Regions from separate parts of the Mus musculus genome. Here all the other regions are linked to region 4. Evidence: chromatin contacts called from public HiChIP or PLAC-seq and promoter capture Hi-C data. All regions are on one chromosome and are shown on one strand. Each heading gives the region's core, a stretch centred on a gene start, on an enhancer-like site or on the middle of the called end of the contact. The rest is flanking DNA. Distances are from core to core; before and after follow the strand shown.

What was found. Promoter capture Hi-C pulls out the DNA fragments that hold promoters and counts their contacts. HiChIP or PLAC-seq counts read pairs in DNA pulled down with a chosen protein or histone mark.
Region 1: a contact with region 4 is called in a promoter capture Hi-C map of pre-B cells, with 2.8 times the contacts expected there. The contact joins the promoter of Wdr19 here to the promoter of Rhoh in region 4. A contact is called at or near these places in 5 of 39 promoter capture datasets (liver, neutrophils, pre-B cells and 1 more) and 1 of 115 datasets of contacts at active chromatin or transcription factors (memory CD8 T cells).
Region 2: a contact with region 4 is called in an H3K4me3 HiChIP or PLAC-seq map of bone marrow-derived macrophages, with 5 times the contacts expected there. The contact joins the promoter of Apbb2 here to the promoter of Rhoh in region 4. A contact is called at or near these places in 3 of 39 promoter capture datasets (hippocampal neurons, neural stem cells and stem cell-derived epiblast-like cells), 1 of 115 datasets of contacts at active chromatin or transcription factors (bone marrow-derived macrophages) and 1 of 9 other capture datasets (macrophages).
Region 3: a promoter capture Hi-C map of the HPC-7 cell line shows a contact between it and region 4, with 2.7 times the contacts expected there. The contact joins the enhancer-like site here to the promoter of Rhoh in region 4. A contact is called at or near these places in 4 of 39 promoter capture datasets (the HPC-7 cell line, liver, pre-B cells and 1 more) and 3 of 115 datasets of contacts at active chromatin or transcription factors (effector CD8 T cells, memory CD8 T cells and microglia).

What each region holds. Positions count from the first base shown.
Region 1 is chr5:65,196,953-65,202,557 of GRCm38.p6, reverse strand. It overlaps Wdr19 (WD repeat domain 19), which reads right to left and starts at 2,862. Exons shown (of 37, transcript NM_153391.2): 1 at 2,798-2,862. The coding sequence starts at 2,803.
Region 2 is chr5:66,616,712-66,621,700 of GRCm38.p6, reverse strand. Apbb2 (amyloid beta (A4) precursor protein-binding, family B, member 2) reads left to right here and starts at 2,884. Exons shown (of 17, transcript NM_001201413.1): 1 at 2,884-3,133.
Region 3 is chr5:65,099,682-65,104,638 of GRCm38.p6, reverse strand. No RefSeq gene overlaps it. Among named protein-coding and RNA genes, the nearest start is that of Tmem156, 11 kb to the right of the region's middle. Within about 2 kb of position 1,763, at least 106 of the 459 cell types and tissues checked have an H3K27ac peak or open chromatin away from gene starts, as enhancers often do. A contact at or near this core is called in the HPC-7 cell line, memory CD8 T cells and microglia, where this site is marked.
Region 4 is chr5:65,859,438-65,864,909 of GRCm38.p6, reverse strand. Rhoh (ras homolog family member H) reads right to left here and starts at 1,326. Exons shown (of 3, transcript NM_001081105.2): 1 at 1,029-1,326.

The DNA.
Region 1 (5,605 bases), core at 1,613-4,112, 660 kb after region 4:
AAAAAAATAAACAAATAAACACAAGTTTTACATTTTTAAAAAGATGATGTGTTGGTCAGAAAAATATGTCAAAGTTTAATCATGCAGATATGCAGAAAGCAGAATGAGTGATAATGTTTATTCAAAAACAAATAAATAAATAAATAAATAGCTAAATAACAGCGTGGGCCAGGCATGGTGGCTTACACCTTTAATCCCTGCACTTGACAGATAGAGGGATCTCTGTGACATTCAGGGCAGCCTGGTTCACACAGTGAGTTACAGGCCAGCCAGGGACACAGAGTAAGACCCTGTTTCCAAACAAACAAACAAACAAACAAACAAATTAATGATAACTGAACAAAACAAAATCAACATCAGTCAAAGGTAAGTAGTTGGTGCAGCAGGATACAACCTGGGAGCATCTGGGAAGAGAGGCTCAGCAAGGGACTTTCTACGCTGGGTTAGCCTACCTTAAGGTACTTGACTTGGGAAGAGCTACCGTAGGAGGCACCATTCCCTAGGCAGTGGGTCCTGCGTTATATAAGAGAAATGATCTGAGGCCAAGCAAGCAGGAATGCATGCATTTATTTCTCTGTATGTGTGACTGGGGATGTCATGTGACTAGCTCCTTCATGTGCCCACCACGGTGCCCCCTTGCTTGATGGACTGTAACCAGGAACTGAAAACTGAAATAACCCTTCTCCCCTCTGTTGTTTCTGTCAGGTAACTTTATCACAGCAACAGAATGAAACTAGAACAGACTTCAAGGCAAAAGAGAGATTATCAGAGAACTCTTTTTGTTCTTCTGTTTGACTGGTTTGAGACAGGGTCTCAATATGTAGCTTTGTATGGGACTTGCTATTTAGAGCAGGCTGGCCTCAAACTCATAAAGATCCACCTGCCTTTGTCATCTGGGTTCTGGTATTAAAGTGTATGCTTTTTAAATGTCTTCAATTATTAACTTTATAAAAACATGCCACAGTGCTTTATGCATGCCGAAAGAATTTAAACATGAATTTATTAAATGTGACACAGATTTGGGGGACTACGTTGAACAAAATTACTATTTAAAAAGCTTGGATAGACCTAAGATGCTTACAGTCCCTTTAAAATTATCTTCATTTACTCACTACTTAAACCTACTTCTTTGTCACATATTTACATTGCATATTTGCTGGGCAATATGTCACTTGGGAAAACTTTACATTGATTCAACCTACTGAGGTCCTCATATCTGCATTAGTTGTAACTCTATATGTCAGATTTCAAAGACTATTAGAAACACAAATGATAGCATGGATAATTTGTTTGTTTTCAGATAAGGTCTCTTTATATAGCCCTGGCTGCCCTGAAACTCACTATATAGATAGGACTAAGCTCAAACTCACAGAGATCCACCTGCCTCTAGCCCCAGAGTGCTGGGATTAAAGGCGTGGGCTGATTCATTGCTACCAATGAATGCTGGCTTTATTGGTATTTTTTCTGTTAGATGCTGATACAAATTTTGGAGATACTCGGCAAAACAAACTGTATTATCACAATGTTATTTGTTTTTTTTAAACAATTTTATTGTTGTTATAAGTTAAAAATTTGAAATTTCATTGACTTATATTATTCTTATATCAGACTGCTACATTCTAGAATACTCAGGAACATGACCCTAGATGAAAAATATTAGTTTTAAATACTGTAGATTAATCAAGCACACCCTTATCTAGGTAGATGCAGCTTAGATACTGTAGCTGAAGACTTGAATCTGAGTGACAACACAACTCCTCCAATGCTATCTGAATAAATGCCCATCTCCCGAAAGCCTGTGTCCTGGAATCGCAACTTAAGATAGAGGTGCGCTATGATGCCAAGCACACACAGGTTTTTTCCAGCACGTACACTCACTCAACGTATTCTAGACCATCTTACTTCTGCGAGTTTGGGAATACATCGTCCTTAAACCTGATTCTATTCCTTTCATGGCAGATCTGTCTTGGGCTGTAATCTTACAGGTTAGTTTTCTTCCACAGAGTTATATCGGTTCTAGGTACAACTCAGATAAAAGTTACAGCTTTCCTAGAACAGCAAAAAGGTTTGCTTGTTGCAGGTCACGGTTAACTTAACTGTAAAGAGAATAGTATTTACTCCTTTCCGACACACCAGAAAGTGAATCATGCAAAGTTATCTGCCAATTCCAATGGACACACAAGAGCTACAGTGAAGCTTTAGGAAAGCTGAAACCATTTTAAACTCGGTGTTTCCATTTCTTTGTCAGAGCAGTGCGGGGGTAAGTACCTCTGAGGTAAATCACAGGAGTGCAGCGGCTGCCCCTGTGGAATTCACAACAAACCCAATCAGAAAACCTGCGTGCAGTGGAGGACGCACACAGGTGTGCAGATTTCTCCATCATGTGTTCTAGCGACCAGGGCTCTGCATACCGGACAGGTCACAGGCCAAGTAATTCTTGATGACTGTTTTAGAGACTTTTGATTCTCCCTAGGGCTCTGGGCCAGTGGCTTGGTTTGCCCAGGATTAAGCTACAAGAAATCGGTAGCGATACCGGTAGTTCGGGCGTACTCAGATCAGGCTTCTACCAGATTCCAGAGGGCACAGGCCTCCCTCAGCCCGCTCTCCAGAGCTTCCTTTCCCTGCATCCTTACAAGCCCATCATCCCCTCCCGCCCGCTCCCGGAGCTCATTCCTCTATCCTCAGCACTTCCGCGGAGGGACAGGGACACAAACTCCTCAGAGTCGCGCTCCGAGAGTTTAGGAAATACAGAGGCTGCCACATCTTCTCAATCCGCTGGCACTTGTAAGTTATTTACCTTCATTTCAAAGGCTCCAGCGACACCCCCGTTCTTGTAAGTGCGCAGGCGCAACAGAACACCCCCGCCCCGCTACCGCGTTCTCGTCACCCAGGAGACCGTGCAAACAGCGACCAATCAGCGAGCGTGGGGCGGAGCTGCCCCCGGAGCCCTCCTTTGAGAGAGATGGGCAGGGTGGGTAGAGTCACGTGATGGAGGTGGAGCTAAGCTCCGGGAAGTTGAATGCTACGAGGGCTGGTCAACTTCCTGCCTGAGCTCTGATTGGGTGAGGCTGCGAGGCAGGCGGGCCCTATGGACAGAAAGGGTCTTGAGCTATGTGAGCAGAAACCACTGGCCTAGGAGCGGTTGTAAAGGAATTCCGGGGGGAAAAAAGCTGGACCCAGAGGTTGGCAAGTAGGAGGCAGGAATTGGCTCATGAGCCAGACGGCTTCTACAAGATCCACTTGTAAAAAAGGCTTGGAGAAACTAATGTATCATTCCTCATTTTTTTTTCTTGCAGGGTTTTTATTTTTGATTTTGCCCTAACGGAGGTGAGGTATGAGGAGTCGTTTTCTTTCAGGACCATTAAGACAATTTTAGCTAGTGTGATCGGGGAGGAATAGTTGAAAAAAATAAAGAAAAGAACTCGCCTGTAGTATTTGAGCCTGGTAAACAAGAAGTTTAGCGGAAGCTAAGCATTAAAAGTTGGCTGGAGGGAGGGAGTGGGATTCTGCACAGTAGCTAAGGTTGGCTAGCTGGGCATCATCACCTCGGGTTCCTAGAATAGAGTTGGGTAATTTTTCACAGCGACTCTCGTCCATGAGATAAAATTGTAGTCAAACCTAAAATGGCCTCAGCAAGAATACAAGATGGAGAAACTTCTGCATTGTCTTGCTCTGTCACAATAGTAACAGGCTAATCAAAAACAAACAAAAAAAAAACAAAAAACCTACATGGTTGCATCAGTAGCTATAATAACAAAGCATTTGACAAAACTGAACATAAAACAAACCCTCAAAATTCTCAAAAAACAAAACCCAACAAGAAAAAGCAAGACAACAAAACCCTGTACCATAGAAATTGTAAACAGTATCTCCAAATAGCCTAAGGCTGATGTACTTAATGCTAAGAATCTTGAAAGTAGTCCCATTAGGAACAAGGCAGGGATGTCCCCTCTTGTGACTCTTTCTCAATTCTGGTGGAAGTCCTAGTTAATGCAATAAGGAGAGAAAAAGAAGCATACTGATTGAGGAAGGAGGTGGGAAAACTGCAGATGACATGACTGAGAGTGTACAGAATCAGTAGAAGAGAGGGAGGGATGTGGGGTAGAGGTAGAGCTAATTATACCAAGCCTCCAGGATACAATCTTAATACACAAAGAGTAGTCACACCCCTCCATATCAGTAATAAGCAGATTTGAAATAAAAGAGCAGTGCCATTTTCATGAGTACCTCTCAAAATGGAATGCAGCTACAAGTCTAGCAACGTATATACATAATGGGTGTGAACAACAGTACAGAACCGAAGATAGATATTAAAAGAGTTCAGAGGGCTGTGAGGTGGCTCAGTGGGGGAGGGTCCTCTTTGCCCAGCTTGACGACTTAATCCCCAGGAAACAGCACAATGCCAGCATAATGTGGAAGGAGAGAAGCAATGACCACAAGTTGTCCTCTGACACAATGGCACACGTGCCAGCACGTATAAGTAAGTGTCATGAGAACAATTTAAAAGGACTATAAAGGAGAGACACCCCACGCTCATGAATCGTAAGAGTCAGGATTGTAAGATAACAGTTTCCCTCCAGTTGGTCTGTAGCTTTAGTGGAACTACGAGATCCCAATCGGTTCACTAACAACTGGATTCTGAAGTCCACAGGGAGACGCAGATGGTGCAGAATAGGAACGCGTCGCTGCTGGGATCACTTTAAGTTTTTAAATGGGTACAGCTACAAATAGCCACTCCATTATTAATTATTTTCAATGGACCAACAAGATAGATAAAGACATTTTCTGCCAACTTCGATCCCAGGTCCCATATGGTAGAAAGAGAGAGCTGACTTCTGCAAGCTGCCCTCTGAACTCCACACATATGCCCTGCACATATTCCTCACTGTAAGTACACAAAGTAAATGTAAAAGAAAAAATTTTGAGTGTGTTTAAGACTAAGTGATAAGGATGATAGAAGAGACAAACACATCCCAGGAAAGATCCAAAAAGATTTAGTCAACTGATCTTTGACAAAGAGCAAGGTCCGAACAGTGTGGCAGCAGGAGTGTCTTCCCAACACAAGGTGCTGGAACAACTGTATGTCCACATGCAAGAGAATCTGAAAAAAGTCTCTCACAAAAATTACTTGAAATCAACTGCAGACCAAATGAAAGATGCTAAATTGGAAATAAGACAATTGTGGTGGTTTGCATATGCTTGGCCCATGGGAAGTGGCACTCTTAGGCTTTGTTGGAATAGATGTGGCCTTGATGGAGGAAATGTGTCACTGTGTAGGTGAGCTTGGAGGTCTCCTAGTGCTCAAGCTCTGCCCAGTGCGGAAGAGAGTCTCCTCCTGGCTGTCTTTGGATCAAGATATAGAGCCCTTGGCTTCTCCAGCACCAGGTCTGCCTGCATGATGCCATGTGACTAAACCTCTGAAACTGTAGCCAGCTCCAGTGAAATGTTTGCCTTTATAAGAGTTGCCTCGGTCATGGTGTCTCTTCACAGCAATAGAAACTTAACTAAGGCCGGTATAGAAGAAAGTCTTAAGTGATCTTGGGTTTGGTGATTACTTTTAAACTGTAGTAAAGAACAGTCCATAGGGGAAAGGATAGATACATGG
Region 2 (4,989 bases), core at 1,635-4,134, 760 kb before region 4:
AACCACTGAGCCATCTCTCCAGCCCCCCACCCCCACCCCCAAACACTTCTTGATGCCACACAAAACCCTTTTGCCATTTGACTGACATACTTAGTGCCTAGTGTTGGTCTATCTTAGCAGTGGTTCAATTGGTTGTTGGTCAAGGATGTTCAAAGCTTAATGGACTTCCTAAGAAGAAACCAGTAACAGGGTCTCCTTTGGTTTATACATTTAACTTGTGAATTCAAAACCAGCAGTGGTGGTGGCTGCACTGGTTTGAGTGGATTGGGAATCCACTCCTGGCTGAGGCAGGAGTTCCCTATCCAGTGCCACTCAGGTTTGCTTTTGTTCTTTTTGACAGTAAAGTCCAGGCTAGTCTTGAATTCACTGTCCTCCTGCCTCAGCCTCTGTGGTGCTGACACAATAGATCGATTTGTCTTCTTTAAGGAAGCCATTGATATCTCTGGGGTATGAAGTAAAGAGCATACAGAATCTAAAGACTTGGTGTAGCGTTGGTTTTATAACATTCTTGTAAGTGTTCTTTCCACTAAAATTCCCTGAAACACCCATACCTCCACTTAGTAGGGCTTTTGATCTTATGGGAATTTACAGGAGGTAATTTTTAATGTGCTGGACCCATTGTTTACTTGATACTTGATAAAAACAAGTGCTCAGGATATTCTTGGAATAGTTCATTTCCTAAGAAAACAGTTCGTGTGTGCGTCAGCACTAAGGGGAAAAAACCCAACATCACAATAGCTATCAAAATTGCATAAGGTGGTAAAATGAGAAATGATTTTCTTTGTGATCTTAAACGATGAGGTATAGGGAAGCCAATTACTTATTTATAACTTGAGTGTGTGGTGCCAGGCATTCTCCAGCCCAGCTAAGGCGCGGTTACATACTTAGCTAGCCAGGGAACCTGGCAATCCATTCCACCTTAAACCGTCCCTTTCAGGAACAGAGAAGAAATTATGGATAGGATGCAGGAAGGAAGCAAAGAAGAGTTCAAAACCAGTGTTCCAGTCCCGTCAGTCCTCCCTGGAAATAACCGAGGGAGTTTCCTCCAACAACTGCAGGATGCTCTGTAGCCGGCCCCTCACAATCGGGACATCTAAGTATTCAGCTGGCAAGGAGGTGACTTCCCGACTCCTCCCGCAGGCCGCCAAGGGAATGAGCCTAGGAAGCAGGCGACCGGGCTGGGACGCAGAGGCGGGAGCAGGCAAGGAAGCGTTTCCGCGGTGATCCTGGAGACCCTGCCGGTTTCCGGAAGGGTGATTGCATCAGGTGTGGAGCAGGGCGCCTCCTCCGCCCAACCTGGAGCCCACCGCGCCTGCGCGCCCCGCCCCGCCGCCGCGGCTGACTCCAGCGCGGGTTTTCCTGCGCGTCCGAGTAGACCGCCTGGAGGGGGCAGGCGCGGTTCGACCCGGGAGCCCGGGAGAATCGGGTGGTAGGGTAGGCTCTGGACGTTGGCGGGCTGGGAGATCAAGGTGCAAGTTGGTGTGGTAGCCTGCTGAGATCGCCGCGATGAAGGATTCGCAGGGTGGGCTTGGGTTCATTTCCTCCTCTGTCTGGGCTTGAAGGACACAGTAGCCTGTGTCTCAAGGCCCTCTACAGTTTGCTTTTCCCAAGTTGGCATTTGAACCCTGGTTTTTGACTCTTCATGGTTCGCAGGATTCGTTGGGCCAGTCTTGGGATGCAGAGGTTCAGTTCCAAGAGTGAACCTGCATAGATTTATGGAGATTTTTCTGTAGCAGTACTATTGGCCTTCCGCGGAGTCTGAGGGAAATATTGATTATAGAAGAGGCTATAGATTACAAGAGACCACCAACACACGGCGTTCTCTCCATTCCTGATAACCCAACACTTTTACATGTCAACACCTTGTGTATGGAGATGGCAGAAATGGCATTTCATAGAAACTATTCAATGGACGTCAGTTACTGCTGGGCTGTAAACATGAAGGCAGGGGCTGCGATTTGCTTACAGGTCTTAGTAAGGGGATCTTGTGGAACCTCAATAAACTCATGCTGTGTGAAGAAAAAAAGGAATAATGCCCATCTTCACTGTAGGGAGGATGAGTCTGAGTTTATTATCTGATTGAGGAGTGCGTTGTCAAAGAGCCATTACTTAGTAGTTATAATTATTTTCAGAATTACCTTTCTAGAGGAGATGGTAGGTAGCATGGTCTGTGTATAGCAGAGTCCCCATGACTAGTCCTCGGATGGCAACCGCATCAGTACCTGGGATTTGATACTTACAGGCGCTTGTGCAGCACGGCACAACGACTCATCCAACCCCTGGAAACGCGCCTAGCATGCTGCTTCAGCAACCTTCCCAGATGAGTCTGACTTAGGCATCAGTTTAACACCCCTTGGCTTGATGGAGAAACAAATCAAGGACTTCCAGGTGCCTGCAGTAAATCCACTTAATGCCTAACGAACAGGTAGCAAGTAGATAATGCTTTTCCTTGTTCGCAGGCATATTTCTTGCATGGCGTTATCTCGCTGTGATTTTCCAGGGCAGGAATGTTCCTGTGTGGCATATGTCTAGCCATGGGGGATGAAGGAGGCAGAAGGCAGGAGAAAGTTTCACCTTTTAACATTCAGTTAGCCTGGAAGGCTGTGGACAGCTCTCATCTTGGGGTATTTTTCCATTCTACAGGAACGCAGACGCGTGAGAGAAGAGTTTCCCAAACTGCCTTTTGGTGCAGACAGACGCTAGGCCACCTGGAGGGGATACCCGGGCTGCCCCGCAACCCCCAGCCTCTGGGTGTCACCCTGGCGCCCCTTGCCTCCCTGCTGTGCCGCAGCTCGGCCGCCTCCACCTGCAGGGGTCGCCCTGGGAGCGCGGCCCGCCCCCTTCCGCCGCGGCCTCCGCCCCCGGCCCCGCCTTGCTGGGTTCGCCCGGCTCCGCCAGGCCCCTCCAAGCCTTTCCTCGCGCAGCCGCCGCCAAAGCCTGGAGAAGTGGAATCTCGCTGCCGCTGCTCCCTGCGCGGGCCTCGCGGAGCCGCACTGGGCATGCTCAGTCGCCGGAGCCAGTGCTGCTCTAAGTAGGAAGCTCGCGTGCTGCAGCCCGCAGCTGATCCGGGTGCTCAGCGGACTGCGAGACCTGGGAGCCGGGTCCGGAGCCGATCGAACGCCGCGCAGCGCTGGTGAGCCCCGCTTCCTTCCATGCCTTCAGCCCGGGGATCCGAGGGATGGCCCGGAGTGCGCCGGGGGTGCCGGGCAGCCGGCGAGCTTGGCTGCTTGTGCCCTCGCGGCTGCTGCTCGGTTTCTGGCGGTCACCGCCGGTCGCCCAGCCGCAGCCCCAGCTGCAGCAGCTGCCGTCGCATCTGCAGCAGGCGTCCGCTGCGGAGTCCCGCTCGCCCCGCGCCCGCGCTGCAGGGCCGGCGCTCTGGCTGCGGGCTCGCTCCGTCACTCCCATTACTCCCTCACTCCCACCCAGAGCTGGGGTTCGGCAGGGCCGGGCGAGGACACCGGGTCGCAGGGCTGTGCCCGGGCGGAGACTGCGGAGGGCAAAGTGCGGGTGGGCGCGGGCGACCGGTAGCGCACGCCCCCTTGCCCTGGGGCCGGCCTGCCTGCCGGGCGGCGCGCTCTTGCGGGAGACTCAGAGACCTGGCCAGCGTCTCCCGGGGTGCAGAGAACCCAGCTCTGCAGAAAGGAGGAGAGGGCAAAGTTCCTGTCCCCTCTGCAACGCCGAGAGCGTTTTTAACTAGAAAATGGCTGTGTGCCGAGGGCCGGATCAGGGAAGCCGGTCATCGGGGTCCCGAACGCCCCACTGCTGCTCCCTGGGAGGAATGGTGGCTCAGACGCCAGAAATGACATTTGTGCGACGAAAACTAGCTGGGCGGAGGGAGGATGCGGGAGTCCCGTAGAAACAATGATAGGTAGTCTCTCCATTGATGGAGAGGTCTGAAAACAGGAGGTCAGGCCCCAAAGGCCAAGGGAGTGTGGGGCATAAAGAAAAAAAAAAGCTGGAGAAATCAGATGAAGAATTGGGACCGTTTTGTAGCAAGATTCTGCACAGCCACGACTGTTCTGATCGCTTGGGGATGGACTGAGTGATTTGAGAGGGCTCACATGAAGAGAGAATTAGGTCAGTGTCTGAAGCCCAGAGGGCTCTTAGAGGGAGCAGTTTTAAAAAGTCTTGTCCCTGACTTTGCTTTGTGCTCAGTGTCTTAAATGAAAGTCATAAAACGATAACAACAATATCATTTTGATATCAAGAAATAAACTTTGTGAGGCTGGCCCTTTTTGTTATTTGTTTCTTCATTTTACCGATTTCAGAATAAATTATGACAGCTGGTCTGTTGTTTTAGGATTTGGTACCTTAAATCTAAATTTTCTTTCTTGTTATGATACTACAGATCCTTCCCTGAAATGGCCATGGTAGTAGTACCTGAATTCTTATGGCTGACCTTGCGGAGACAGGACTCTGGGAGGGGGCATTTCTTTATGAAGTTAGGCTTTGTCTTGTTTCAGGGTTTCTCCGAATTTGGAGAGTCTTAACAGAATCTTAGAAATGGCATCTGTTTGGGAAGATAGTATTTGTCCTGAGGATGGGCACCCCCCCACCCCCAAGGCAGGCAGAAATGTGGTGGGAACAAGGGTGGCTGGGGTGGGGAGTGGTCCCATCTGTGGAGTGTGGGGGTGGGGTAGGGGATGTCGCAGATGCAAGAGGTCTGCCACTGTCCTTTTGAACTTGTTATGTTAGGTTTGTAGATACCTTCGGAAAGTTCCCAGAAACAGAAAGCCATGTGCCAGGCTTTGAGAAAGGACTCAGGTTGGGACCCTAAGGACTCAGGTTGGGACCCTATTCTGGTTCAAGTGTGGTTGCTGTCCTCTGACACTGTTACTTCTTCCCCAAATGGATACTTTAAACTATTCACCTTTAAGGAGCTGGGTAGAATCCTGCAGTCTGAACCTTTGTAAAGAGGTAGTTGAAAGCTGGAAGAGCTATAATGTAACAGAGTAATACTTTACATTAGTTTCAGTAATATGAACACAG
Region 3 (4,957 bases), core at 514-3,013, 760 kb after region 4:
ACACATAGCCACACAAATAAGTAATTAGTTAATTAATTAAAAGAGCTGAGTGTGATGGCACACACCTGTGACCCCAGAGCTTGGAAGACAGAGATGGGTGACTCTCTGAGATTGAGGCCAGCACAGTCTGCCTATGGAGTTCCAGGTCAGCCTTGCTGGAGGAAGTATGTCGCTTGGGACAGCCTTTGAGAACTTAAAGCCTCACCCCCACATCACTTTTGCTCTCTGCCAGCTTTTGAAGGTGCCTGCCACCATGCTTGCCCTGTCATTATGGACTCTCTCTCTGTAGTGTAAGACGAAATAAACTCTCCCTTCTTTAAGTTGCTTTGTTCATGGTGTCTCATCACAGCAACAGAAAAGTAACTGAGGCAATGTGGTAAGAGCATGGTCCTGCCTTTCGTGTGAGAGTCATGGAGCCTGCCCCCGGCACAGGGAAAGCTAAGGCCCCTTTGTTCTCTAGACCATGTGGCCAGCAGATAGGGCATAGTTTCCTGTCAACTCATAGAGCATCATGATTTGACCTCAGGCCCGTGAGCATGAGCTCTGTCTCCTGGGAAGACTCATTCTTTACATGTGGAAGGAAGGTACTTTCCTCTCCTTCAGACCCTTACAGAACATTTACCTCACAGCTGCTCCACACAGACATGGGAAGCAGTATGCATTCTTTTACACACCTATTTCCATTGGCCATCTGTAAGTAGATCCCTTCTTCGAGACCACACTTTCTGACTTGGAGGTGGGGCTACCCGACCCTGTTGACTGCTGTTTTTATGTTTCACCACAGCATGGCTTAAGACCCCTCGTGGTCTAACAAGCTGCTGCTTGCCACTCTAGCACTGTGCCCATTCTGAACCGTTTGCTTTGTCTATACCCCATTATTTTTTCCCACAGTCAGGCCTTTGAATCTGCACACACACACACACACACACACACACACACACACACACACTTTTCTGATATTTGCTGAATCTGGGCCTCTCAAAGCTTGCTGTGTTCTTCCTACATCTCCCACCCATAGTGCCCAGGGCACCTTTCTCTCTGTTGTGGTATGTTCTGGCTATGAATATGGGTTTACTTGCCTGGCTCTCTGACTGGTGGAGAATGTCTGCTACAGGAATTCATAAATATTTTATAAATGAATGAATGAAAAATACCCTTGTCCTATAAACCATTGAGAAATAAAATAGCCACTCTGTTGAATAGAATAGCCCCACCCTGAGCATTGCAACACATACAAACAGAAACTTTCTTCTATTTTACAGTATTATACCACAAGTTTCATGAAATTTTAGAAGACTTTAATTATTCCATCATCTTACAAGAATGAGGAGATGAACAGGAAGTGCTTGTGTTTGTTTTCCTGTATTATGATAAGCAGCCTAACATCTCAATATGCTTGTTATACACTGCTAAAAAAAATAAATAACTGTTGCGTGCCTACTGATTAGTCGTTTCGTAATTTAAAGACTGTTCCAGCTCTGTGTTTGATATATCATTTCCTGATGGCTGTTTAATAACGGAAAAGAACAACCCACTTTGGTTTCTGCTCTCATGTTCTCTGAGAGCAAGCTCATAGCCACACTTTGTATGAATGTTTACAGATTTGCTGCTGTGAGTGCCAATGGTCGGCCTGCCTCGGATGTATCCATCAGCACCTGTCGATCATATGGGGTGATCCACAGCCCGGGAGACACCACACTGCTCGTTATGGAAAAGAGAGTGAACAATGAATCAGAGCCACACAAACCCCACACTGCTCGTTGGTTTTCACGCTTCCTCTTTCACCCCCCCCCCCAGTCTTGTTCAACTTTTAAGCACACACGCACCCTCTGCCTTCACACTTGCTTCTGTGTTCAGTGTCTATTCTTGGCACAGAGCACTTGGGGAAAGATTCTGGCTGTTTAATAAGCAGCTGACCTGAGCTACAAAGACATCAGGAAGATGGCACAGTGCAGTCAGATACCAATCTACACGATACCGGGGAGAGAGGGAACAAAGGCCTCTCATACTCTGGGCCAACCCCAAGGAAGTCAAGAAATGCTGTTAATAAGATACAGAAAGCCTCACTTGCTGCAGTCAAGCTTTTGTTTTGGATGCTTTGAAGTCTCAGCCTGCATCTATGGGAATCTCATCTTTTCAGACTGAGCCATTAATGTTTTATGTTATCAAACAATCGAAGGTTGCTATGTTGCTCTAGTGTTGTGAAGGATGTCTTGATCATGTATTTCCACTTCTATATGCACATATCTAAGATAAGGCACTTCCATATCAAAGGAGTTACCCAAAGCTTTGTGGCCAGAGGCTGGAATACCTCAGAGACCCAGGGAACTCATTACAGGCCGGTTGTCCCTTCTGAGGGCGCTAGCTGAGAAGGCAAGAAAGCAGTTTCAACAGGTTCATTCCTGCACAGGCTGCTTATCTTAGTACTGCAGGGTTTGTTAGTTAAAACAAGTCCTTCCTTCCAGCCATAGGTGACTTGGGTGGGGGTGGCAGTGGCTGCAAAGTAGCTGGTAGTATGTGGACTGGATATAAGCTTCCCTCTGAGGAAGCTTAAATAAGCAGGCCTGGGGTGGCTGCCCAGTTCTGAGCATCCTCAGTCCAGTGCTGGCAGATCAAACCAGATTTCCCCCTCTGAGGAAGAAATAGATGGGGTGACGCTCACCTGTGACCTGAGACAGGCCCAGTACCTTTCCTGGTTCTCTAAGGAGCTGGTTCTAAGAGCTGCTTATACTTCTAAGGCTGGCCAGCTGCCTCACCCCACCACGGAAGGGGGATATCCAGTGTGCCCTTGTGCTTTGCCACAACCTTGCTGCAACCACGGGATGTGATGAAACATGTCGGTTGTCTCCTGGTAGCCTCCTCTGAGGTTCTGAGTTTCTGGTCAGTGCTGTTTGAGCTGCCCGGGGGATATATGCCAGCGTTGGGAACAACATTATAGCTCCTTTCTCAATAACCTCCATTTCTAAAATAGCAAAGAGACTGCACTAAGGAAGGGAAAGACTGTGGAGGGAGAATGTTGTAATAATTTACATATAGTACAAAGCTACTCTTTCTAGTATATAGCTCCAGAATTTTAACTAATATACAGTTGCCACAAAACCCAACGTAGTCATGGAACATCTCTGTGCTCTAACAATTCCCTCGTGTCTGTCTCTATGTTGTCTATCTCTAGCCTGTGGCAACCACTTATCTATTTTCTGTCCCTGTGGTTTAAGCCTTGTCCCACGTGGCATGGCAATGGGACCATAACAAGGCTCTCTTAGCATCCTCACATAGCCAGTTTGTGCCCAGCCCATTCATTCAGAGCACGGACCATTGCCTGACAATAAGTTATTTTCATTATCTACTTGATTTCTCTTTCATTTGAGTGTCCACTTGCACTAGGAAGTGAGACAGGGATTTTTGCCTGTCTGCTACCGATTCTCCAAGGTTCACGAAGCAACCTAAGTGTTCAGTAAATATTTGTTGGATGACACGCTATGTGAATGAAGAGATTGGGGAATCCTGGGACCCTCCCCCCCAGTGGGGGGGGGGCTCAAACAGACCTTGTTAAGAAGAGATAATTTTCCTTACAAAATGTGTTAATTGAAGGATTTGTCTGTTGCCTTGTAGGTTGGCTACCGGAGAGTAATACAATCAAGAGACACCATGCTGTTGAATGGTTTCTTCAAATTCACCTGGATGGTGAGATTACCCAGAACAGAACTGGCCTGAGGTGAGGAAAGCCTTCTGGGGTTGTTGCAGGCACTGGATGACTTAATGGGCATGAAGTGTTTACTGCAGTGGTTTTCATCTGGGAACCGTTTTGTTCCCCCAGGGGCTATGGCAATGTCTGTAGACATTTTTGTTGTCAAAAGTAGGACAGAGAGGACAGCTACTGGAATCTGCTGAAGATCACAGAATGTGCAGTATGGTGCTCCATGACAAAGAATTATCGCAGAATGTGTAGCCAGGCTTGAAGTAAGGGGTGCATTTGCATTTGATGATGATATTATTATTAATTATTATTACATCATTATTGGTAGTAGTAGTAACAGTAGAAATATCCCCCACCGTGTGTGTGTGTGTGTGTGTGTGTGTGTGTGTGTGAGATGTACATGTAAGATGTGTGCAGATGTTGGACTACAACAGAGATTCTGGAATACCACAGAGCCTCCCAGAGCTCTCAGAGTTACAGACAGTTGCGAGCTGCACAATATGGGAGCTGGGAATCAAACTCTAATCCTTTGGAGGAGGGAATACATGCTTTTAATGGCTGAGCCATCTTTCCATCCCTGTGCTAACGTTATTTACAAATGACCCTTCCTAACAAACCCTCTCACCCAGGCTGGCAGTGAAGCTGTGCATAAAGTCTCAAGTCAGACTCTTTACGTTTGAAGCTCAGCGTGAGCCTTGGCAGCGTGCTCTGGAGCAAGTTACGTGACTTTTCTATACGTCTCTGCCTATGAAAGGGGATTAATTAGAGTAATTGCCTCAGGGAGCTGCCAGGGAGTCGAACGCAGTAGTCCATACAGAGCACACCACTGCGGTAGTACGTAGTAAATGGTCAATAAGCCTCATTGATTACTTTTTTGTCTCTGATACCAAAAAAGATCTTCCCACAGGATATAACGAAGGAATTAAGAAAAGTTTCCACTAGGGAGGAGAAATAGAAAATATTGCTCATATAAAGTATACACTGGCATTAATTTCACATAATGATAGATAACTACATAGGGTTAAAATTAAAATAAAACACAATAAGGCTATTCAGTGTGTGTGTGTGTGTGTGTGTGTGTGTGTGTGTGTGTGTAGGAAATCAAAGCCAGAGTATTCAACTAGCAGCGTTCTTCACACACAGCCTCGGGATGAACACTTCCACCACACTGGCTCAGGAAAGGGAGCATTCTCTCCTCCACGGAGTACCCGCTGCAGAGCAGAGTCTGGGTTGGATGCCTCATGGGAGGAGACCAGAGTC
Region 4 (5,472 bases), core at 77-2,576:
CCCTCCAAGTCTACAACAACCTTCCCCTTCTCCATCTGCTAAGCCCCCATCCTTCCTAAGGCTTCCTGCTAAGCCCCCATCCTTTATAAGCATCCTTCCTTCTGAGCACTCCAGCTCACTCCCAGAACCCTTCTCGAAACCCTACAGCTGTTAAAGCTTCTGTGACCCAGCTTCTTCTTCAACTGTTTCCTAACCTGTATCTTTCGCTGTAACTACTAGACTTGAAGGTCCACCGAAGGACGGGTTTCCTTATATTTCTCTTCTCTCATGCACAGCACCATCTTAGATCCGGTCGCTTGAACCCATCTGTCACAACTTTAATTTAGTGAAGCACCTAAAACCGGTGATTTTCCCCCAAGCTTTTGTTGCTGTGGATGTTACAGCCCAGCCAATCTATTGGCAGTGCACAGCATGAAACCTGCTGAGAAACTAAATTTAATCTAGAAATGTACAGAAAGGGGCCATTGGGATTGAGAATAGCTAGATAGGAATTCTGGGATATGGTTTTTATTTCGATTTTTTTTTTCTACATAGCTAGATAACTTTAAAGCTGCTCTCTGTGGATGCTGGAGGGCCCTTAGATTTCCTTCATCAAACACTGCTGCATGAAGTCTAAAGTCCCCACACAAGCAAGCTCTGACACAGCCCCAAGAACATATGGGAATACCTTAGAAACTAAGACTCAGTGGCACATGCCTGTAACTCCTGCACCTGGGAGGTGGAAGCAGAAGGGTCAGGAATTCAAGGCCATCTTTGACTTCACATCAGCCAGCCCAGGCTATCCAAGACCTCATCTCAAAACAAAAACAAAGCAAAATAGAAAGAAAACCAAAGTGTGTCTTGTTAAGACTCTAGAGTTGGGGTAGACGGCCGAACACACCCCCATCTCTGAGTTTAGTCTACACTTTGCAACAAATTAAAAAAGGTCATTACAATGTTCAGCCTAAAGAAGAAGAAAAAAATCTTAACAAAATCACAGAGATTCCTGAGACACCGAAAAAACATTTTTAAAGAGGCAAAAGTCTTACCTGGGGTAGAATGCCAAGTCTCATCACCAAAATGACTGACTCCGGAAGTCTAAGTAGCTCTCCACGCCATGTAAAAGCTAACGTAGCTCAAATCTATTACTGCTGAGAGTCCCTCCTGAGGTCTACCTCTCTCTCTCTCTCTCTTCCCCAAGGCTCCCAATGAGTCACTGTTGGAAAAGCTGCAACACCGGACTGGCAGAGTCCAGCCCAAGGTGGTGGGCCTCAGTGTCGGAGGTGACCGAGGCAGAGGAACACTCCGAAAGTGACAAAAGCGATTAGCAAGTTCCTGTGCCGAAGTGAGTTTCCTGTGGCTGGCTTCTCCACAAAGGGGTTTCGCCTGTGTGGGTTTAGGGGCCTGTGCGCATGTGCGTTTGTTTCCCTCCATGAGCCTGTGAAACCTACCCAAGCAAGAGGCCAAATAGGGCTTTTGCTGCACGGCTGGATTTCTGTTTGATTACCGTTTTATCCTTTCTGGATCGTTTCTCTCTCTCCATTCCCTCCTGTTGAGGGAAGGAAAGGGGGTGAAACTGGGATGATTCTTTCAGGAAATGAAACAAGAGAGGAAAATCGGTTTCACTGTCCTGGCTGGTCTCGGTTAACTTAAGCTTAAGTAAAAGCACTTAACTAAGAACTTAACTTCCGGGCTGAGAATGGAGCCTATGGGTAGCGTACTTGCCTGGCCCTGTGTTTGTGCCCCGTACTGAATAAAAGCCATAGTTCCTGGCACACACCTGTTATCCCAATGTTCAGAAGGATCAGAAGTTCCAGGTTTCCCAGGTATGATGGCACCTGCCTTTAATTCCAGCGCTCAAGAGGCAAAAAGCAGGTGGAGTTCTTTGAGTTCAAGGCCAGCCTGGTCTACATAGAGAATTCTAGAACATCCAGAGCTTCACAGAGAGTCTCTGTAAAAAAAAAAAAAAAAACTCAGCTGTACACGGAGTTCACCACCAGCCCAGCAGGAGACAGTCGGTGGGTTCTCTGGATCACTCTGCCTTATTAATAATGAGTTGTGCTGCCAGTATTAGTAACAATTTAAAAATGAAGGGCATAGCAAAAGTCAAGTAACCGCCACAGAGCAGCACCTGGGCCGGGAGGTACTAGACCCTGTGCTGTTTTCTGACCCCTCTGAGTTTCATTATTTGACTAAAAACACAACTGTACTTGTCCCTCCTCGCTGTGCCAGCCAGGTGTAGAGACCATCTGCCACAATGTAACCCCATGGTCAAACTGCCTAAACCAGCCATTTGACTCTCCTGAAGTATTAACACCCTCCCCCCTCCCCTCCCCCTCCCCTTCCCATGCCCCGCCACCCTAAGTCTTGAATCACTATAAATGCTACTGACCAGGATGGTAACTTGCTCAAAATATCGGAGTGCCAAGTAGGCAAACAGCAGAAAGACCTTAAGGCAGACATGAGATTGGATTAGCCAGGCCTTAGGTACTTTAAATGGGATTAAATGGCACGTCTCTAATCCCAGCACTCTGGAGGCAGAGGCAGGCAAATCTCTGAGTTCTGGTCTACAGAGTGAGTTCCAGGACAGTCAGGGCTACACAGAGAAACCCTGTCAGAGAGAGGGAGAGGGAGAGGGAGAGGGGGAGAGGGGGAGGGGGAGAGAGGGGAGGGGGAGAGGGGGAGAGGGGAGGGGAGAGGGGGAGAGGGGAGGGGAGAGGGGGAGGGAGAGGGAGAAAGAAAGGGGAGGGTGATAGGTCAATGTACTTGAAGCGTGGTATGGACAGAAGAAAGGAGACAACATCAGGCTTACAAATAGACACATAGAAGCCTCTATGAGCCCCCCCCCCCCCCGTAGCAATTTACTAGTAAAGTAGGAACTTAGTCTCTCTCCAGAAAATTCCTTGTGGGAAGCTTGATTACCACTGGAATATTATTAGGTAGGCAAAGCACAAATAATTTCTTTGCCTCTGAGTTTGTGTTTCTAAGGGTGAGGGCAACTGCTACAAACACCAACACCTCTGCCAGATGAAATGAGTTTAAAAAAAAAAAAACAAGAAATCTCTCAGGAGGGTGAAGTCAAAGGACTAGGAACTTGAGGCCATCTTGGGGATACACAGAGCATTTCCAGGCCAGTCTGGTTTATGAGACTTGTGTTTTAAGTTTAAATAGAGAAATATATGTGTGTTGAGATGAGGTCAAGAAAAAGTGAAAAAAAAAAATCAAACAAGGGTTGGGTTCAAAAGGAAAGCTTGTGCCCTTGTGGCTCTAAGTGTTCTGGCAGGCAATACGAAGCAGAAAAAAAGACATAGAAAACAAAGCACTACTGGGTAAACATGTGCTCAATACTGTAATCCCAGCGTTCACCAAGAATTCAAGGCCAGCCTGGGCTACAGAGGGAGGCTGTTCCCCAAACACAGGAACAAATAAGCGACACTAGTTACCGAGCTGGGGATGGTGGTCCTCTGGCTCCTGGGTGCTAAGCCCACATAGACACTTTGCCTTTGGATTTCCACAGGGAGGAAGGAAACCAAACCGCCACCCTTAAGCAGCCTGTAGCAAGGTCTGTGCAGTGAATCCTCCGCAGTCTCTCCTTGGCCAGGCTGATTTCATCTCGACACCCTAGGGACAGGTGTGACAGGGCAATGATGTACCCTCTGGGTTTCACCAGGCCGTTCCAGTTCAATCCAGATGAAGACTGACGTCAACTGTGCTTTGAGAAAGGCATTACCAACGGTTTTTCTCACCCAGTTTCTGAAAGCTCTGGTACTCCAAAGCCGAAGAGTTCAAAATGATCTACCTGTGGGGGGTGGGAGAATGCAGGCTGCGGGGGGGGGGGGGGGGGGGGTTCCTCAGGGTACCAGTGAGCTGGGCCTACTCTTGGGAGGAAAGAGAAGGGCAAAGTCAGCTGCCCTCGTGGACCAAACCTCCTCCTCCAGATGCTTCTGCCTCTGCCGCTCTGAATCTGAAGCAAGACATCCACAGCAGGATCTAGCTACTCCAGGCTTCGTCCTTTGCATATGGTCTGCACGCGTGTGGCCACACACACTCCCGGGTTAGGCTGGGTTGAGTGTTTCCCAAGCCCCAGCACTCCCACTCAGCCTGGAAGGAACCGAGAAGGTAGCACCCACATCGGGCTGCAAAGTTCCTCTTTCCCTTCCTGACCATGCTTCCTATCTGAGAAGCCTGCTCTCGCCAGGAGGAATCTCTCTCTCTCTCTCTCTCTCTCTCTCTCTCTCTCTCTCTCTCTCTCTCTCAACAGAGATAAATGGGGCTGGTAAGAAAAGAAGGGGCCCAATACCTTACATTTAAAGCAGGACAGACAAGCGCACACACATAGCCATCCTCTCTGGATATAACTTCTCATACTTTAGTCTAGCCTGGGGACAGATGGGGGGTGGGGAACACTGGTGGCTCAAAATGGCAAGCAAGAAGGAAACCTTTCACTCTAGACAGAGCTGGGCCGCTGTGGGGAAGGAGGGACGGTCAGTAAGACAAGGCAAGTGGTCCATTGTCTTAGTTTCAAGCACTCCTCCCCTGAGATTCCAGGGCAAATACCACCAACAGTGAAGAGGCAAAGACTTGGGCCAGTGAAATGGCTGAGTTGATAAAGACACCCATCACCAAGACGGGCAACTCCATTTGATCCCTGAAACCTACCCAGTAAAAGGAGAGAGACCCTTTCACCAACCCACCACCACAAACACACACACACACCAAACAAACGAACTGGCTGTAAAAAATGAAGCAGTTAATTAAAAAAAAACAAAAAACAAAAAACAAAAAAAAAAAAACATTGCAGAGTCATTGTACAATGAGTTCACAACCAGCCTGAGATACATGAGCCCCCCCGCCCCCCGTCTAAATAAATAAATAAAAGCCAAAGACTTTCTCAAAAACACCTTCAGTTGATTTTAAATGCTCCCTGATAGGGTCAAAGGAGCTCTTGGTGGTTTTCCATCCAGAGTGTTTTTGGGATTTTTTGGTTTTTTCTTAATAATATGGCATCTGACTCTGTATTCTGCACTTGGGCATAGTCTGGTCTTACATCAGGTCTCTGCCAGCTGTTGTCGAGAGGCCTCTAGTGTAATAACCACAGTTTGTGATGAACAGTACATTTTGGAAACCTTCAGACAGGTGATGTTTACTGAGCTGTTTCTACTCTGAGTTTGTATAATACCTCTTTTCTTTTCTTCTCTTCTCTTTTCTCTTCTCTTCTTTTCTTCTTCTTTTTTTTTTTTTTCATTGCTGCATTACCCAACATTGTTTTGGTTCAATGAGGAGTATTTGTTGGCACAGACTCGTGTTTGTGAAGTGCTGCCTGAGAAAACAGATCTCTGAAGGTGGGGGCTGTGTGCAGAATCCTGTTTTAATACTTGGGGTTTCTAGTCAGGGCGTTAGTCAGACTGGAACTGTTCTAATGGGACTCTCCACGTCGTTATAAGTGATCATATTAAGACGAAATTCCTTCTGGTTGGGAGATGTTTATGATAG